4 separate regions of the Mus musculus genome follow, and regions 1, 2 and 4 are each linked to region 3. A link is a contact called in public promoter capture Hi-C data. All regions are on one chromosome and are shown on one strand. The core of a region is the stretch at or near the end of the contact, and the rest is flanking DNA. Distances in the headings are between cores, read along the strand shown. Region 1 holds the start of Ubqln2 (ubiquilin 2). Region 2 holds the start of Klf8 (Kruppel-like factor 8). Region 3 holds the start of Apex2 (apurinic/apyrimidinic endonuclease 2). Region 4 holds the start of Rragb (Ras-related GTP binding B).

Region 1 (4,695 bases), core at 1,906-4,405, 2.9 Mb before region 3:
ATATGAAGGTCTCTTCATGGGAGAAGCTGAGGAACTCTTAGATAAAAAGCACTTTCCTGGAGTCACTACACTGATCCTTCAGGCTGCACAAAGATTAAGGTCATATACAATCAATCTGCAACTGTTGACACAATGTTACACTGTAAGGTTTCTGTACAATTTAATGTATACTTAGAGAAACCAGGATAAACATTTCTACTATATTTTAACTGAACTTGCCTAGCCAACATTTTCACTGAGAAATTTATCAAATATGCTGTAAGATTCTACAAAATTGTGAGACATACCTAGCTTCAGGAATATTTCTTATATTCTTTCTTATTTTGGTTACACATATTCTGCTCAGAGATTCTACAGTAATACTTCTAGATGTACAATTCCAATTGTGCTTACTGTACTGTGTACAAATAGCAAAAACGATCAATGAATGGTATAAATCTTACAGCATTTGCTAGCAAAAATACATGCCAAAGTCACAATAAGCAATATTTTACCACAAATTAGAGAGCTTCAAATAATTTGCTTCTGTTTTTTTAATATCTTCATTCTACATTAAATTACTATCATAGGCTAATGTTTAAAATGCAAATAAACTGGACATCTGTAGGACAAAACTTGTTCACCCAACTGTGAAGGCTGATACCTGTTTCCAAAAATCACAATAAATGCAGAATAAAGAGAAGTGTTTGCATGCAACACCTTTGAGTGAAACAGTATTGATTCCCACCATTCAAATCAGAGAAGGAAGGAAATCAAAAGAAGAAAAGAAAGGAATGAAGGAAACAAAGAGGGGAGAGGGCAGGCTGGAAGGGAAGGGAGAGGGTGGGGGGAGGAGGAGCAGGGAGGGAGGGAGGGAGGGAGGGAGGGACTCCACCTTAAAATGCATCCTATTAGATTTATAGGTAGACAGATTTAAAAGAATCAAAATAAAAGTAAAGCACAATTTTGTGTGTTTAAAGATTTAAGAGCCATTATCAAAAATAAGATACATTTTTTTTCAAGGTACAGAAACGTAATTAGGATGGCTGAGAGCCCAGCAGCCTCTCAATGGCCGCGTTGATGTCGCCTCCTGTTGCTATTAGGGCCTGCAAGTTTGCTTCGCGGTTTAAGAACCCCATGGCGTTGAGCTGTTCCAGTTGCTGCTGAAATCTCACTTCAGGATTCGGCGGCTGTGGAGGGCTTCCTCCAGTGAGAGCCTGCACCATTTGTTGAATGAACTGCTGGTTGGGTCCAGATTCCGAGGTTGGACTTATGGTTTCAGTAGGTGCAGAGCTGGACACAGTGGTTGCAGGCGGGATGCCAGTGCCGGTGGAGCCGGGGGAGCTTGCAGGGCCAGTGGGTCCTATAGGCCCGATGGGGCCTATGGGGGTGAAAGGAACTATAGGGCCGATGGGCCCTATGGGAGTGACTGGGCCCACAGGGGTTATGGCGGTTCCCAGCACTCCCATCCCCACACCTGGAGCGAAGCTGGGAATGAGGCCAGGTGCTTCAGTGGCTAGAGTCTGTAGCCCCTGCTGGATCTGCATTAGCGCTTGCATCGCTCTCGGGTTTGACATGGCCGCGATGGTTTCTGGATTCTGCATCTGCTGCAGGAAATTCGGGAGCTGTGGACGCATCTGCTCCTGCAGCTGAGGATTCGAAGTGAACAGCGGGCTACTCAGCATCATCTGGGCCGCCATATCTGGATTCTGGCTCAGCGACTGCATCATGCTCCGCATGTAGGGCGCAGACAGCATATTCTGAATCAGCTGGGGATTCTCAGTTATCTGCTGCAGCAGGCTCTGCATTCCTGGGGTGCTGAAGATGCTAGCCACGTAATTAGCTGCAGCCATGGTGTTCCCGGCGGTGGTGCTGCTGGAGCTGCTGCCAGAGCCACTGCCACTGCTTGTGGTCGTGGTGGTGGTGGTGGTCGCAGCCGTCTGGGTTGTTGGCGGTGGTGCCCAAGGATTGGGCAGCGGATCACGATTCTCCGTGCGGGAGGGCTGAGTACCTTCCCCTGAGGTGGAACTGCTCCCCACCGTGGCAAACGGGTTGCCCCCAAACTGCTCCTGTGCGGCATTCAGCATAGGTTCTTGAATGTCAGTGTACATGCGCCGCAGAGCATTGTAGCCACCTGGGATGCTTTCGAGATTACTGAGAGCCAGGTCTTGATTTCGCATCATCTCTTGCATCATGGCAGGATTCCTGGCGATTTCCAGCGTCTGCCTCATTATATCTGGGTTGTTCAGTAGGTGGCTGATTTCTGGGTTTCTCTGGATCAATTGTTGCATCTGTGGATTGGCCATGATGAGCTGCCTCATCAGATCAGGATTCGAAAGCATGCTCTGAACAAAGGGATTTTCCATGATCTGGATCATCATCTCAGGGCTGGCCAGGAGCTGCTGCTGCATCTGGTTCTGAAGCTCGGTGAAGTTGGGCGAGTTCAAGCCCAGGTTACTAAGGCTGGAAAGGCTTCCCAGCCCAAAGGAGCTGCTATTCGTGGTGGTAGGTGTGGAGCTACTCCTGGGAGCCGATGATGTCGTCGCCGCCGGCGCCGCCGCCGTGGTGGTGGTCGTGGTCGTCGTGCTCGTTCCCGCAGTCGTGCTGGGCTGCGTGGTGGCCTGGCCCTGCGGACGGTTCTGGCTTTTGATAACCAGGTGAACAGTCAGTCCATCATGGATGCCATGCTGCATCAAGGTATCTTGATCTTTCAGGATCTTTCCGGCGAAAATCAGCACGAGCTGATCGGTCTGCGATTTGAAGCGTTTGGAAATCGCTTCCTTGAACTGCTGCACGGTGCTGTTCTCGGGCACCGCGAACTCCTCCTTCTCTTTGGGGGTCTTCACAGTGACTTTGATGATTTTGGGCTCGGCCGGCGGGCTGGCCGCGCCTGGGGCCGCCGCAGGGCCGCGGGAGGGGCGCGGGGGGCCGCTGCTCTCGCCGTTCTCAGCCATGGCGGCCGCGGTGACGCAGGCTCACAGGGAAGGCGCTGGCGAGCGAAGAGGGCGCGAGGGAAGGAGGTGCCGCAGCAGCGGACTGGGGCGGCCCGGCGGGCAGCGCGGATCACAGTACCTCAGAGTTGAAGGCTGCGGCTCCTCCCGGTCGTCGGCTGCGCACTCGGCTCGGCGTAGGCCTCGGCTGAGGGCTGAGAGAGCAGGTCCTGCAGGCCGTCTCCGCTGCCGCCGCCTTGTGATCTGCCCGCGCGCACTCCCAGCGACTCCTGCAGCTGCGGCGCCCGCGCTCCCGCCCCGCCCCGCCCCGCCCCGCCCCCGGCCGCGCCCCGCCCCCTGCTGACGCGGCGCCAGCCCAGCGAGCGTCTCGCGGCCGAGCGCAAAACTCCTGCCCTGCAGAGGAGGGGGGGCGGAGGGAGGGAGAGGGAGAGGGAGGGAGAAATAAACAAAGAGAGGGGGGAAGAGAAGGAAAAGGAAGGAGGCTGGAGAGAAAAGCCAGGGGACCAAGGCGAGGCGGGCGAGGCGAGGGGGGAAGGGAGGAGGCCAGGAGGAGGAAGAGGGAGGCAGCTTCTTTAGCAGCCACTGAAAGACCAATGGAGAATGTGGGTTCGCAATCTGGGAGGCAGTGAAAGGATGAAAGCCTGAATTGAACCGATCCCAGGCAAAGGACGAAAAATGAATAGTAAAGAACTCTGACAAAGCAAAAAGGGAGAATGAGCGCCCGGTTGGGGGAAGGGAAGGCATGGCGGGAGCGAGCATTTTACAAAAGAAGCCGAGAAACGGCCAACAGGCTTCTGAAAAGATGAGGCTCGCTCCTAATCAAAGGGATTCAAATAAACACAATGAGATTTTTCCTTCGGGTTTATCATATTGGCAGCGATAAAAAAAAAAAAAAGAACGTTAAACCTTGTTGACCAGGAGCCGAGAAAATGCACTCTCATGCTAGTCGTAGTATGAATTGTTGTAATGGGGCAGTTTGAAAATACAAATGGACATTTTAAGGATTTGCACCTTTGTTTAGAAAGACCTAATAATCAATTCGAAAAGTATATATAAACAACGTGGCATTTTAAAAAATAGCGTTTAGCTAGTTAAATGGGTCTGTGACAGGAATACTATGATTTTGCCATACAATAAAATAATCCCTGTGTCTAAAAGATGGTGGCTAATTCATGTAGTATTACATGTCTCTAAAAAATACATTAAATGCACTGTAGTTAGGAGAAAATAATAGACGATATTTGGGGTTATTTTTTATGGTTTTCTTAACAAATGGAAACAATACATGTGTGTAGGTGTCAGCATCAAAAAGCTTGTAGACTGTATGTGTGAAAAAAATCTGAAAGGCTATACTCCATTATGATAAAGGTAATTATTAGTAAGAGCTGAAATTGTAAATAATTCTTATTTTCTATTTTTATAAGATTGTGAATTTGATGAATAAATATGCATTGCGTTTATGATTTTTAAAAACTACAAATATTATTTTCAGACAAGAGTAAAGGTAAAAATTGACAGGCACACAATAGTCGTGGCAGAAATTAACATAATCATTATGGATTAAATAAAGAAAACAAAAAATGGAGTATTACTGTTATAGAAAACCTGAATTATAGAAGAAATTATTCTGAAATCATTTATTTCTCTTGCTTTGAACACAGAAAATCCTTTTCCCATACAAAAACCTAGAGATGATTTAACAGCATTTCAAAATCATTACGTCACAGTACCTTAATAAATCTCAGTGTAAAACAAAATACAGGGC
Region 2 (4,535 bases), core at 153-2,652, 2.8 Mb before region 3:
TCCACAGAAGGGATCTGCTATCAGTACCTAGAGGGCAGGCTCCCAACTTAACTCTTCCCTTCCCCTCCTCCCTCGTTTTAGAAGCATCTCTAGGTACCTGCTACTGCTTGGGGGAAGGGAGGGGGTGACGTAAGTGGGTTCAGTGCTCCTCCAAATCCTCTTCTCTCGCACAGAGACTTTGCATGTACAGGGTTAAAACAAACCGTACCACTTAAGGAGGGTTGAGAGCACCTAGACAGGACAGACTGAACTAGACATACCTATCCATTCGTGTCCCTTTTCAATTCTTCCACAAGCCCCCCCTGAAGTACCCTTCCTCTTAGTCTCCGCGATCCTTAAGGGAAGTCTTTTTCCATTGAGTTGAATTTGATTCCACATAATGTTCTTACCCCCTTCCGCTTACTCGTCTCCCCCATCCCACTTCACTGCTAAAACCCAAAGCCAAGTGGGTGTGTGCGGTTGGCACGCGGGGTGCGGGGATTAGAACCCTGACTGAAGACTGAAAGAGTGGTCCTTTCCCAAGTCACTTACCGCCTATGCCTCCAGCCGCTGCCGACTCCTGAAGTGTCCGGAGCTCACGCAGTCCTCTCAGAGACTCATACTCCAGAGCTGATCTCAAGGCAGCTGTTCCCCTTGCACCCGCCCATGTCTGACAGCGCGCCTGGTAACACGCTTTAGCCTTCTCTTCCTTGGTCCCCCACCTCCCTGTTTTCTCCAGGCTGGAAAAGGATAGGGAAAACGAAAAAGGGAGGGAGTCGATTTAGACCCAGCTGGGCCACCCTCAGAACAAGGGAAACAAAGCTTTCAAGCATCCAAGCCCCGAATCGGGGCGGTGGAGCCGACTTCCTAAAAAGAATCCTCCCACTGCAGCCTTCCCTGTGCTAAAAATACAGCGGCTTCTCCGGGGCGAAGTGGCCAGCGCTGAAGCTCCTGCGTTCCCCTTTTACCTCAACCGATTCAGTTCCGGCCAAGCCCATTCTCCACCCACCTCAGAACTCCTCAAACCCTCGCCTAGAGAGCACGGGCGGGGTCCCAGCAAAGCACCCAAACCTTAGATCACGACTTGAACGCAAAGTTGAGAGAGAGAGAGGGGGAGTCAGTGAAGACCCACAAGGAGACAGCGCCAGAGGATCCCCTCCTCGCAGCGGTTAGTGCTGCACACCCGGCGCCTTCCTAAAAAGAAAGGAGGAAAAGACGCCAACGATTGGTCGAAACATATAGGAAAACACCGGCCCAGGGCAGGGACTCCAACGCGAGTGGGAGGCACTCCCGCAGGACCGCGCCTGAGAGACTTCTCGGTGGTACCTGGCCGCCCCACTGGTATACCGCACCCGCGGGTCAAAGCCTGGTGCTCTCCCCAGGCAATCTGAGCAGATGGAGTACATAGCTCTTTCTGTGTCAGACTAGGCCCAGAAGAGAGGTGCGACTATGAGGACTCCACCTAGGGTGGAGTTCCTTAAAAGGGACAAGTGGCCGCTAGAGGGGAGTGGAGTAGGAGGGGGTAGAGATGGGTGGGGCAGAAGAGGCGGAGGGACAGAGGAGGGGGTGGGGCGGGCCCTAGGAGCCAGGAGCCAGTCTCGCCCCTGGCGGCCGTCTCAGTTGGCCTCCTGCAGCTGCAGGTATGACTGAAAGCCTTTTCGGTGCATCCTTAGTCCCCAGCAGGGGTTTTCAGGCACACTACTTGGTCAACTATCCACCCAGACTTAAGCACTCCAAGGGAGGTTGGGAAGGGTGTGGTGATTGGGAGTAAGAGATTTCTAGGGAGAAAGGGAAGCAGAATGGGGAGTGCCAGTAAGATGGTAACAGTAAATGGATTTTTTTAACCCTCCCAGTTCTCCATGGCAACATGTGACACTAGCAAAGACAGAGGGGTCACAGTGTCTTTTTAGGGATGAAGCTTAAGAGGAAAGAAGAGCTGGGTGAATTTTCTAGCAATAGGAGGTGAGAGGAAACTAGGTAAAGATGAAATGATCACGGATTGGCAACAGGAAGGCTTTCTGAGTCTCCCAGCTCTCTAAGAATAGAGTTCTCAACCCCCTGAGACCGCCTCTCAGCTAAGCATTGGCTAACATCCCCGAAGAACTGGGTCCGTAGAATAGAAGCCACCATCTTTCCAGCATTTCCTTGTCCTTGCCTTAAAGTCTGTCTCTAGTTCATTTTAATGGAAACCCAGGAAGTCACAGACAACCACAGCCTCCTTCCAGTGCCTCTTCCCTACCACAATTCTGAGAGAGAGAGAGAGAGAGAGAGAGAGAGAGAGGAGAAACAAAGCGGAGGAACAGAAGGAGCAGCCAAGCAAAAGAAATAATAGGTTCCATGTCTTCAGCACCTCATATGGGCAGTTCACTAGGCCAGGTACCATTATAGTCCTCAATTTTCCTTTATTCCTCATAACAACCCTAGACAGCAGGTAGCACTATATTTTTATGTCCCATCAGGGAGTAATGTAGATTGAATTCGGGGCCTAGTGTATTCTAAGCAAGCATTCTATCACTCAGTTGGATCCCCAGCTTATGTTTCTTCTTGTTGTTTTTTTGTTTGTTTGAAATAGGAGGTAATCTTATGATAGAGCTCAGGCTAATGCAGCTTAGACTGTCCTCAAACTCACCACTCACCTGCCTCAGCCTCCTTGGTTCTGAGTTTACAGGAATGCAATGTCACACCCAGCCTCAAAAGAAAAAGAGTAAAAAAAAAAAAACCAAACAACAAACCTGAGGGTCACAGCTCAGTATGTGCCCAGCATGTTTGTCCATTTGCTTAATTGCTATTTCTGCTCAGATATGTTTTAAAAATCTCCTTTTCCTTCCCTCCCCAGTCAGTTCTCTACTAGTAGTTCACCAACTATGCAAATGTTCAAGTCCTTTAACCTGTTGTGATGATCTGGACCCTACCTTTATCTCAAGCAGCAGGGGTTTTGCTGCTCTACTGGACTCCAAATTTCTGATAAGACCAGGATTTTCTCAATTAATCTCTAGGCCACGAGACACCTTACCTTTTTTGTTGACGTGGCCTAAACTCTGTTCACCTTTTTAAAAGGACCAAGTAAAGGTCACCCCCTCTCCTAATTTCATTACGTTTGGAAGAACTGACCATTTGCTTCAGCACCTCCAGGTACCTATGTGTTGTTATAACTGCTTCTCATTATTAAACTATAAAGTCCTGGTTAGGTATCAGGTGTCAGTAGGTCTGCAATGTAGATGCTGAGTATTATTATCATTCATCGTTACAGAGCAGTAACTAAGTGCTGAACTCTGTTCTGAGCCTCACTGAATCGTTCTGACAGTGGTATAGGTAGGTACCAGCGCTATCGTTTTCATACATAGAAATCAAGGGACAAAGATTAAACAGCAGATATGTATACTTGCTACGTAAAAGAATGCCCCTGTTATAGGGGTTTTTACAAATGCCTCACTATCTCTCTATACCATATTTCTACCACTGCGTACACACCTGCTGCAATTACAAGGTAAGACTTATTAAGAGGGAGCCACATAATGTACAACTCTATATATTCGTTTTTAAAAAGGGTCACATTATACCTTGTATCCTTATGTTCTTAATATATAAAATCTAATAAATATTGCTTTTAAGAAAAGGATATTTCACTAGCCCAAGGCTATCTTCAGTAATGACAGAAAGTTTTAGATTCAAGGATGTAAAACTGTTTATGTTCAAGACAAATACACTTTTGTGATGTGAAAAACAAAGATGGGTAGACTTCTGTAATACTGCCATTAATAGCCACTAGAACTCTTTATCTAAGCTGGGCGTACCCTTTTGTCATGGTAAATTCTTTGTTTAATCTATGCAGGTTCAAGAAGATGTGTCAATCCACCTGAAGATAGCCAAACAATTTATACTCTCGCTAAAAGTTTTTCTGGAGACCTAATTTATTTTACATCCCAGATTTTGTCTGCCTCAACTGCATTTGTATAGAAAACTGTACTGGATGGGCAAATTCTGATTTTGGGAAAAAACAAAGTAAATTATTAAACCTTGGATACATACACTCAAGTATCTTTCCTGTCCCTTTTTCCATCCATTTAGTCGATGAAACACACTGAGCAACAATACACTTTTATCTAGGCTAGGTGTACCCTTTGTGTCAGATGGAATGTTGTGAGAGAGCAAACATCAAGAATTAACTAGGGTTCTTCGTTTTAGGAAGCACCACGGGCTCCCCTTCTCTTAAGGGGCTTAAGAAATAAATCAAATAGCAACCCGCAGTATCTTCAACTTCTCCCTTTTCACCTGAAGCAAAAGGGGAACTGGGCATCTTGAGCTCTCCTGTACATGTATAAGGAAGAGGGTTAAATTACATACTGGACTTAAGGACTATAGCCAAGAAGCCTGCAGACACCTGGGTCTCACAAGATGTTGCTCTCTGTAGTGCCCTTCTTCCTTCTCATTCTCCTGCTTCCCTTCCTTCTTGAGAAGGCCAGCTAACAAACTATGGGGGTGGAGCCCAGAAGGAGGGCAAGGGGGAGAAGCAGAGGAAAAGCCTCAGGAAGAGGCCTTCATCACCACCACCCCTA
Region 3 (4,831 bases), core at 1,354-3,853:
TGAAAGCCCTGAAGCAAAAGAACTCTGGATTCTGCCTTTTACACTTTCTTGATCATCAAGCTAGTCCTCTGTGGGAAGTAGGCTAGGGGCTTTCATTTCTATTTCACTTTGACACCCAGAGAAACTAAAGAACTTGTCAAAGTTTCATAGCAAATTAACCCAACTTAATACACTAGAGGCGCGGTCAGAGATACACTTTCTATTGTGCATTTAATTTAAAAATATACACAGACTACGGACGTAGAAGCTAGGCTGGGAGGATCACACAATCACGGCCAGTCTGGGCTACAGAGAGTTTCAGGCCCCCATGGGAAGCACAGTTAGACTCATTTTCCAAAATTACAATCAAATCAAATCAAACAAAAATTGGAATTTCAAAGATAGTAAGGGATTGGTCTTTTAGGCTAGCGTCCTAAAGAGTCAAGTACAAGAGGATTTTAAAATACTGATAGTAAGGAGAGGGCAACATTTGGAATGCAAATAAATAAAATAAGTAATTAAAAATAAAATGTCGACAGTTGAATTACATATGCATATCATCATTCCCCAACTCTCCCATCCCCTTTGAAGTAGCTAAACCAAATTCCTATGCAGAGAAAAATCTTCCAAGGAGCCTGAAGCAAGGATTTTGACCTGTAAAAGACCTGTCTACTTTTCCTTTATGCTCACCTACCTGCTCTCTTAGAGGCTTTTTCTTCCATCGCTAATTATCCAATGGCTCTCTTGCATTTACAGACCCCCAAAGCAGGTCCGGTGGGTGGCATCAAATAGGAAACCGGGAGACATCCGTTGGTTCCTGGGAAGGCTGAGGAAGCACCCTTGTTAAGGGGTGTGTGCAGTGTTGAAATATTAGCTGCTGTACTTGCCAAAGAAGTTCCTGAGCCACCCAGAGACTTTTCTCTTCAGTCCAACCATGTGTTGTTCACCGTGCCCCAAAGGTCAGTACTAATATTAACAAGCCACTGGAGAATGGAGAAATGAAAACCAGCTATTGAGGTGAGCAAGATCTGGATTTCTTTGGGACAAAGCTTTATATTTATCTGCCTTTAGTGCAGTATGGGCAAAATCCCTTGCTTGAAAGCAACTGGTGACATGAAGAAAAATGTTCATTTCCCTTGTCCTAATTAACCCACTCCTGGGATTTGATCTTTAGTCAGTAACTCCCAAAGCATGGAAAAGCTCAAGGCACAGAATTTGAATTACAGAGCTGTTTTTCTGATAGCAGTAACTAGTGACCTTTAAGTCCGATGGGGGTGGGGTGGGGGAGGGGCAGCCTACTGTGGCTCTGTATAGCCATGAAGACGATGGCTCAAAGGCTGTGAAATTCTGAGGGTGTGTGCATTCGAATGGGAATAACTTTGTAGCAATTTTCAGTGGAAAAAAAAAAAACCCTTAGGATGCAAAGTTATAGTTTTCCTGGAAATAGGGCGATTCCTGTTAATTCTGTTTCTGTGGTCACAAAAAAATAAGTCGAGAACTCATCCCTACTGCCCTGCTTATTCATCCATTTGCTAAATATTTATTCCGTTATCATATAAGGTGGGTCAGAGATGGCCACTGCATTCAGGCTGCTGGCAGTCTAGTGACAACGGAAATCAATGGGGGTTGTGCACTGTGGTAAATACTGTGCCATGGACCATAAAGTGCAGTGGTGCCCACAGGAAAAGACGTAAACACAGAGGTGTGTGGACAAAAAAAAAATCAATTGTTTACCTGATTAAGAAGGGTTTAAATCTTGGCTCTACCACTTCTGTGAGGCTGAGACGAATTTATTCAACTTCTACTTAGCTTCAGTGCCTCTTCCTGGATTATCCTAAGAATGAAAGGACACGGTATAGACAGGAAAACCATAACTGCATCGGGAAATGATACTATTCTGGAGCTTAAATGGTCTAGGCCTCGATTTTGCTCATCTGAGAAATGGAGCCAAATGCAAGTCTGTCTTATGCTTTGAGAGTCAAGACAAACATGGCTATACAGGGAGGATTTGAGGCAGTCTCCTTCCTCCAGACTCCATTAAAACGGAGGCTAGCTAGGTTCTTAATTGCTTAACGGAGAAAGTTCCCTTCGCCACTGCCCAAAAGGACTCCAGGGTCTGCAGAAGCCCCTCAGCCACCGCCAGGGGCCGCTCACTAAAGCCAGAGTCCTGTCTCGATCCGGGTAGGGCGTTGGCTCAGCTTGTTTCCCCAGAGGCCTGCCCCTTGACAAAGGGACAAAATCCCATTTGTCAGTAACCTGGCGCATCAGGGGGTACTTTTGTAGTAGAGAAGAGCAGTCAGATTCGGGCGTCCAGGCCAGCATGCGGCCAGAAGAGAAGGAGCCCAACCAGAGACGCGCCTCTCACCAGTTACTCTTCCCAGGTTTTGGTCTGGGTCTTGCTATGTAGCCCAGGCTGGCCTTGAATTCATTACTGACCCTGCCTCAGCTTCCTGAGTACTGGGGTGACAGGCTCGTTTGATCAAGCCCGGTTTTCCTACAGCCTCCACCTTAGTTCCGTCTCCCGCCTAAGAGAACTGAACTCGAAGTCCCGCCCTGCTTGCGTCCTGCCGTCGGAGGGGGCGGAGGGGAAGGTGAGAACGCCCGGTGGAAACGCGAGAGGAAGGCGGGGAGCCAGCTCACTTCCGGGCAGCAATGCATTTGCCCGCCTAAGCTTCCTTTGGGAAACTGTACCGTTTACCAAAATGCTGCGCGTGGTAAGCTGGAACATCAATGGGATCCGGAGTCCCCTGCAAGGCCTTGCATGCCAGGAACCCAGCAGCTGTCCCACGGCCTTGCGACGCGTTTTGGACGAGCTGGATGCTGATATTGTCTGTCTCCAGGAGACCAAAGTGACCAGTGAGCATTCGAGAATCCAAGATCTCTACGGTGTTTTCCTTTTGATGCTAACCTTTGTTCTGTCTCATTTCGCGTTTCGTTTTCCTATACTTAGAATCCTGCCCTTATACCCATCTGAAAGGCCTGATCCTTTTCTTTCTAAACAACCCCACCCCAGCTAGAACCCCTAATTCCGACTCCTGGCCTGCTTTCCCCGTTGAAACCCTCATACACAGATTCCCACTCATTCTATAGCCCGAACTCTGGGCCTTGAATTTTCTCCTTTCATTCTTCTAAGCCAAACACCTCAGTTTTCCATCCCTGCCCCCACCTCAGTCCTTAATCCCCACCTAATCTCTGCCTTTAGCTCAGACTCTTAATTTCTCCTTCCCATATCTCCAATTCCTCTTTTCTCTCCACCTCAAGGCCCTAGATTCATTCCTCTTTGATATCTTACCTCAAATTTAGACCTAATTTCTTCTCCCATAATTCCCAGCTCGAATTCCCTAATTCCCTCTCCTACCTCCCACCCTTCAGGTCCCCAATCTCCACTGCCAGCATCTGTGAGTACTTTAATCTAAATCACAAGACTTAGCTCTGATTTGCCCTCCTCTGCTTCCCTATCTAATTTGAATATAATTTTCTTTCCTGACTTTCCCATCTCTCTAGCTCCTGTCAACATAAACACTTCTCCTGACCCTCAATTACAGCTCTGATGTATGCTAACCTATAACTGTAATTCCAGTCTTTCATGGGTCCATGGTGCTAATTTACCTCTGACTTTATATTTACTTTTTTTTCTTTTTTTTTTTTTTAGGAGATGTACTGACAGAGCCCCTGGCTATTGTTGAGGGTTATAACTCCTATTTCAGCTTCAGCCGCAGCCGTAGTGGCTATTCTGGTAAATGAGGTCTTCTGGGGGTATTTATGTTAGCATTGGTGATGGAGAAAAGGAGTGTTTTGGTATTTAATAAGAAGGTAACATATTTTGACTTTTCATTTCCAAAGCAAATGCTGCTAATTTTAGGTCATATGAAACCTCATATTTATGCACCGAAGTTTCCTTTTGTCCCTCAGAAGTATAGTAATGTACTTCTTCTGAGTTAACTGTATAAGCACTGGACCTTAACTGCCAGGGTTCAAGTCCTGGCTCACATCCTCTCTGTGTTTTCTGACAAGTTACTTTACCTTTGTGTTTCAGGTTTTTCACTGAGAAAATAAGGATAATGGTTATTTTCTAGGCTCTCACAAGGGTTTAGACATAGTCTTGCATGAGGTAATAATGATAGCTAATTTTTCATCAGCATTTGCTATGTATGTGTAAAATACATTATTATTGTTCTTGTAAAATATAACATTATTCTGTGGCTTTTTTTTTTTGGTTTTGTTTTTTGTTTTCGAGACAGGAACTCACTTTGTAGACCAGGCTGGCCTCAAACTCAGAAATCCACCTGCTTCTGCCTCCCAAGTGCTGGGATTAAAGACGTGCGCCACCACTGCCCTATTCTGTGGCTTTTTAAGAGGAAACTGAGGCCTCAGATGCTTTAAGACGCTACAGAGCCATGTATGGCCCCTGAGTTAGGAGGATTGTCCTTACTTTTTTTTTTTTTTTTTTTGATTTTTCGAGACAGGGTTTCTCTGTATAGCCCTGGCTGTCCTGGAACTCACTTTGTAGACCAGTCTGGCCTCGAACTCAGAAATTCGCCTGCCTCTGCCTCCCAAGTGCTAGGATTAAAGGCGTGTGCCACCACGCCTGGCTGTCCTTACATTTTTGAAACAGTTAAATTTGACAAAGATAACCAAAGCTGTTCCTTATATGGATACACTTGGAGTGGGATAGGCTGTACAATGATATATTGGCTGCTGACCCCGTTCAGAATGCTCTTGTCCGTCCCCAGGTGTGGCTACCTTCTGTAAGGACAGTGCTACCCCAGTAGCTGCTGAAGAAGGCCTGAGTGGTGTGTTTGCCACCCTGAATGGAGATATTGGTTGCTATGGAAACATGGATGAGTTCACG
Region 4 (4,508 bases), core at 1,127-3,626, 2.6 Mb before region 3:
TTACAAATATAAGAAGCTTTAGTGAAAACATACTGGATATGCATTGGCTCAATTCAACAATTTAGATATCCAGGTTTACCTAAGAAAATTTAATTGTTTATTTAGTCTAAAATTTATATGAACATTTTCCTTGCCCTTTGCAAAACAAATTAACTAAACAATTAACTAGATTAACTAAACATTAATTAAGCAATAACTGTATCTATTTCTGAAGGTAAAGGCTGATCCTTCAACGCATGTGCATTGCAGAACCATTAAAGCAAATGGCAGTTCGCCCCCTTTCTCTTTTCACAGTTCCTTAAGCTTCTACTTTTCCCCTCCTAATTATGTAGAAATTTCTGGCATTTTTTTAGGCATCCTTGTTGACAGCAACTTCAGACATTCATCAAAAAAAAAAAATCCTCCTAGCAAACTTGAGGCCCAGAATTAAATTTTAGATAAAGTCAGGCTAAAAATATGGGAGCTTTTTTAACCTTACATGGTGAGGATAATTATGTTTGTGGTGTACAGGGAGTTTATTCATGTAAACTTCCTAATATCCCTATGAAGGTTATTACCAGTACTTCACAAGTGATACTAAATCCCAAAAAGGTCAAGAAATATTGCTCCTGAGCTACAGTCTTAGGGATATTGTCTAAGTCCCAATAAAAGTGCAAAGCAAAGCAAAGAACATCCAATTCCAGCTAGAAAAAAAAATTGCACGTAACATTTGATTTGGGTTAAAGAATCAGTGCACACACAGAGGGCTGTGTAATATTTGTATCTGGCTTGACTCCATGAGATTAATTTTAGACAAAGTAAATCTGACAGTAAATAAGGGGATGAGTGTCTCAAAGACCCCATAGATTCTTGCCACAATCCAGAAAAAGCCAGATTCCCTGAACTGCAGCTTCTTACCTTTTTCTTCATGTTACTGATGTAGCTAACACATCTTACCTTTTTCTTCATGGCTGCATTTGGCATTGCCCACCTGTAGATATAAACCAAAAGATGGTGTTTTCGTGATCTAATTGCCGGGGGCGGGGGGTGGGGGGGGGGACACACAAGTAAACTGAAAGATGCAGACGAATATTCTTTAAAGCAGCTAAGTATGGATGAGACCTCTTTTCAGAAGTCTTCATTTTCCTAAATTATAAAGCTGGGTTTATGCTCCCTGTTTCCTTCATCAGCTCGGGAGACGCTTCCTAGGATGGCATATTTAGGAATAGAAACCATTTAAATTCAAGATTTGATATTTTGTCATAAAGCTGAAGCAACACTCTGGGTACTTTTATAAATCAAACAATATTGTCATAATCTGAATACTATTTTTTTTAAATTCATCTCCGTATTTTTCAAATCTAGAAGCATCTTTGGACCTTCAATCGTCCTTCCAAGCTGTATTTCATTCATTAAAGGCACAAAGTACATATAACGCAGTTCTCAAATAGGCATATCGCACTATACGTCATTGGTCAGCAAATGTCTGTCCTTTCCTTTTTTATCATCAACAAGGTGATAACATCAAATAACCTTTATAGAAAACAGAAAACAACTCAGAACTGTCTCAATTAGAAGACTACGCATAAACCAGGAATCCCACATCCAGGCAAAGGGTGTTTCTATTCTGTTTTCCGTCATCAAGGGCATGATATCAATCAACCATATTGGTAAATTAAAGCAATTCATCACTGCAGGTTAGAGGTTGTTGCATCTCACAATACTCTTTACAATTAGCATGCCCTCCCTCCCAGGTGCAACATAATCCCCTTTACCCACCCAAGCGATCCTTCCGGCTCCCCTAGAGGAGGCTCCACTTTTGGGCCCACATTCTCTTTCTCTGTCTTTTTCTCGGAGTCAGATTCTTCCATCGTGCAACAAGTCCTTCACAGTGCCTTCTAAATCCGCAGTACCGTTCTTCTGGCTCACCTGCCTACGCTCAGCACCCAGGGCCCGCGGGGCCTGATCTATCCCTGCCTCCGCCTTTGTCCACTGGGGGGCCGCTTTTCCCACAGTTACCTTTACCGACCCGAACTTAGTCTCCAGGCACAGCCGAGCAGGCCAGCCCAAAGGAGCAAGCGATTCGATTCGGTGCGTGCAAAGGAAGAGATGGAGGAGAGGGAGGGCAAGGTGGATGAGGAGTTGGTCCCGAGTTTGGGCCTCACTCGCCAAGGTCTCAAGACCCAAAGGTAACTTGGTCAGCTTCTGTACAGACTGCAAAGGCTGAGATAACGGAATGAGCGGAGCGGAGCTGCAGAAGCAAAGCGGTCACTGCCTGGTGGCTCCTCCCGACCTCGCTGCCAGTCACGGTCCGCCTGAGGATGCTCTTACTTCCGCGCCCGCCCTTCAGGAGCGCAAGAACCTCACCGCAACCACGCTACTGCAGGCCAGGATCACGTGGGAACCTGCCGTAGTCCCAGGGCCTGTCACGTGCCGCTACCCTTTTGGGGGGGCCCTGGGTTTGCTTGGAAGAATACCATAGAGACTGCTTTAGGAAAGCCAGAGTGCCACCCGCCATCACGTGGCCCGGGCTCTCATTTCCGCGCCATTGGCCCTTAGGGCGGCCTGCGGGCACCTAGACACTGATGGACGCGGCCCCGCCCACTCGCTGCTCAGAGTTAAAGGAGAAGGTTGCAATTTCAGCACCTGCCAGCTAGCCGTTTTCACTACTCCCTATGATTAGGGCCCTGTGCATTTTTGCATTTTGGTAACTTTTCTTCCCGTTAATCCTTATGACAGTTCAAGTAATTAAAAAAGCAATCCATCTAAAGTGTTTTAAACTGTCTTTCCCATAGAAAACTCTCAATAAGTTGTTATTGCCAGGACCAGAACCACACGGAGGGTTTAACACGTCCGCCACTTAACTTTTAAAAGTTGCAAACATAATTTTAAAGTTTCTGATGATCATCATGAGATACTTGCTACATACAGAGTTTTATGTGGAGAAGAAGTGATTTGTCAACCAGCTCTCAAATCTCAACGCAGCAAGTTCCAACCTCAATGACCTAAGAGCTTCTTAGGCTTGGAACTCTTTTAAATGTGACACCAAGGTTACAGGCTGGGAAAAAGAGTGGCATAGGTTGATGCTCCCTTGAAAGACTGAATTTGCCATTCACAGTTTGTAATGGCCTCAACTTTCTCAGCTTATAGGTAATGTCCTCCAGAGGTCTTCCCAACCCATACTCTATTAGAGTACAACAGTCTTTTGAACCTGCAGTAGTTATTTTCTGTTGTATGCTTTTTAATTCATAATATTCCTTTGTAGTTTTTCTTTTGTTGTTGAGATTATACTGTAGACACATTTCTTTTTTCCCTTTTTTCCCTCCAAACCTTGTCATATAAACAACTCTCCTTGCTCTTTCAAAGTCATGGCTTCGTTTTTCATTGGTTGTTGTTATATGCACATATATGTATATACATATATATTCCTAATATAACCCGCTCAGTCTGTATAATAATCTCATATATATGTTTTCAGGGCTGAGCAGTTGGTATTGAAGAACCAGACAGTGTATTCTTCCCTAGGGAAAATTATTTCTCCTGCTCTGGGCATTCCTTGGTTGCCTGTAGTTCTTTGTGTAGAGTATAATACTTACTGACATGGCAATAATCTTGTTTATTTGATCTCTGAGTATAGGATTTCTATTTAAACGCTATAAGGACAAGCACTTACTTTTGAAAAATGTTCTCCTATACACTAGGTTCACAGACCAGAATGTGTGTATATACTCGATATTCACTGAGTACTGTTTTTTTTATAAAGATAAGAACAAATGTGTTAAGGAATTTCTGATTAATAACAGAAAGGAGAAAATGTATGATAGTTCTTTAATATCCACAACACATGAGTGTATTTTGAGAATGAGCATGCCTAGACATTTTTAGGAAGTAAAGCCAATGAAAAGAGAGGAAACAATTGCTACAAAATTTCTGGAGAGGAGAAGGAGAGGAAGCTAGAGCACAGCTAGCAACATTCCTTCTGGATAGAAGACAAAAATTCTATGGAGACATGAGTAGGAGACAAGAGTAGGCATGGACACAAAGCAGTCTCTAGAAGTTGATGATAGGTGGTGTATATGGGAAACTATCCCAGCTATTGTATTCTATTATCAGTGTTGGAAAAGCAAGATCATTTTGGGAAATTGGCCGAGATGTTAACCATTTGAAAGATAAGCAAAAGAACAGCATAAAGAAGCATGCCGCAAGGATTTCTGTTCGGTACTGAAAGAACAATTAAGGTTGGAAATAGTAAGATGGTATGGCACACATGCATGGATTGGTTTGGGGGTGTGTTTTTTGCTCTAAATGTAATCAACAACCTTAGTGGAGATGATTATAAGACAGGCTAGGTATGACCTCTGAATCTTCTTCCAGGGCTTTTGAAGTTTAAGTAGGAAACAAGGATAAGGAGTCAAGAAATTTATAAACACTCATCTTCACATGTTCAGTGGATGCTCCTGTGAGTAAGGAAAAATATAAACACTTCATAGAGTTGGGTTTTCTTAAAGACAGAAGAAGTGGGACAAAAG

Evidence for each region. Promoter capture Hi-C pulls out the DNA fragments that hold promoters and counts their contacts. Capture Hi-C pulls out chosen DNA fragments and counts their contacts.
Region 1: a promoter capture Hi-C map of adipose tissue shows a contact between it and region 3, with 4 times the contacts expected there. The contact joins the promoter of Ubqln2 here to the promoter of Apex2 in region 3. A contact is called at or near these places in 3 of 39 promoter capture datasets (liver, pre-B cells and second pharyngeal arch cranial neural crest) and 2 of 9 other capture datasets (adipose tissue and liver).
Region 2: a promoter capture Hi-C map of the C10 cell line shows a contact between it and region 3, with 7 times the contacts expected there. The contact joins the promoter of Klf8 here to the promoter of Apex2 in region 3.
Region 4: a contact with region 3 is called in a promoter capture Hi-C map of adipose tissue. The contact joins the promoter of Rragb here to the promoter of Apex2 in region 3. A contact is called at or near these places in 2 of 39 promoter capture datasets (the HPC-7 cell line and hippocampal neurons) and 1 of 9 other capture datasets (adipose tissue).

The regions. Positions count from the first base shown.
Region 1 is chrX:153,496,692-153,501,386 of GRCm38.p6, reverse strand. Ubqln2 (ubiquilin 2) reads right to left here and starts at 3,155. Exons shown (of 1, transcript NM_018798.2): 1 at 1-3,155. The coding sequence starts at 2,933. The coding sequence ends at 1,017.
Region 2 is chrX:153,356,480-153,361,014 of GRCm38.p6, reverse strand. Klf8 (Kruppel-like factor 8) reads right to left here and starts at 1,402. Exons shown (of 8, transcript NM_001357183.1): 1 at 1,306-1,402; 2 at 1,051-1,173; 3 at 532-719.
Region 3 is chrX:150,585,927-150,590,757 of GRCm38.p6, reverse strand. Apex2 (apurinic/apyrimidinic endonuclease 2) reads left to right here and starts at 2,603. Exons shown (of 6, transcript NM_029943.2): 1 at 2,603-2,835; 2 at 3,632-3,715; 3 at 4,713-4,831. The coding sequence starts at 2,682. It also overlaps a transcript of Pfkfb1 not described here.
Region 4 is chrX:153,137,826-153,142,333 of GRCm38.p6, reverse strand. Rragb (Ras-related GTP binding B) reads right to left here and starts at 2,376. Exons shown (of 11, transcript NM_001004154.2): 1 at 1,759-2,376; 2 at 937-970. The coding sequence starts at 1,850.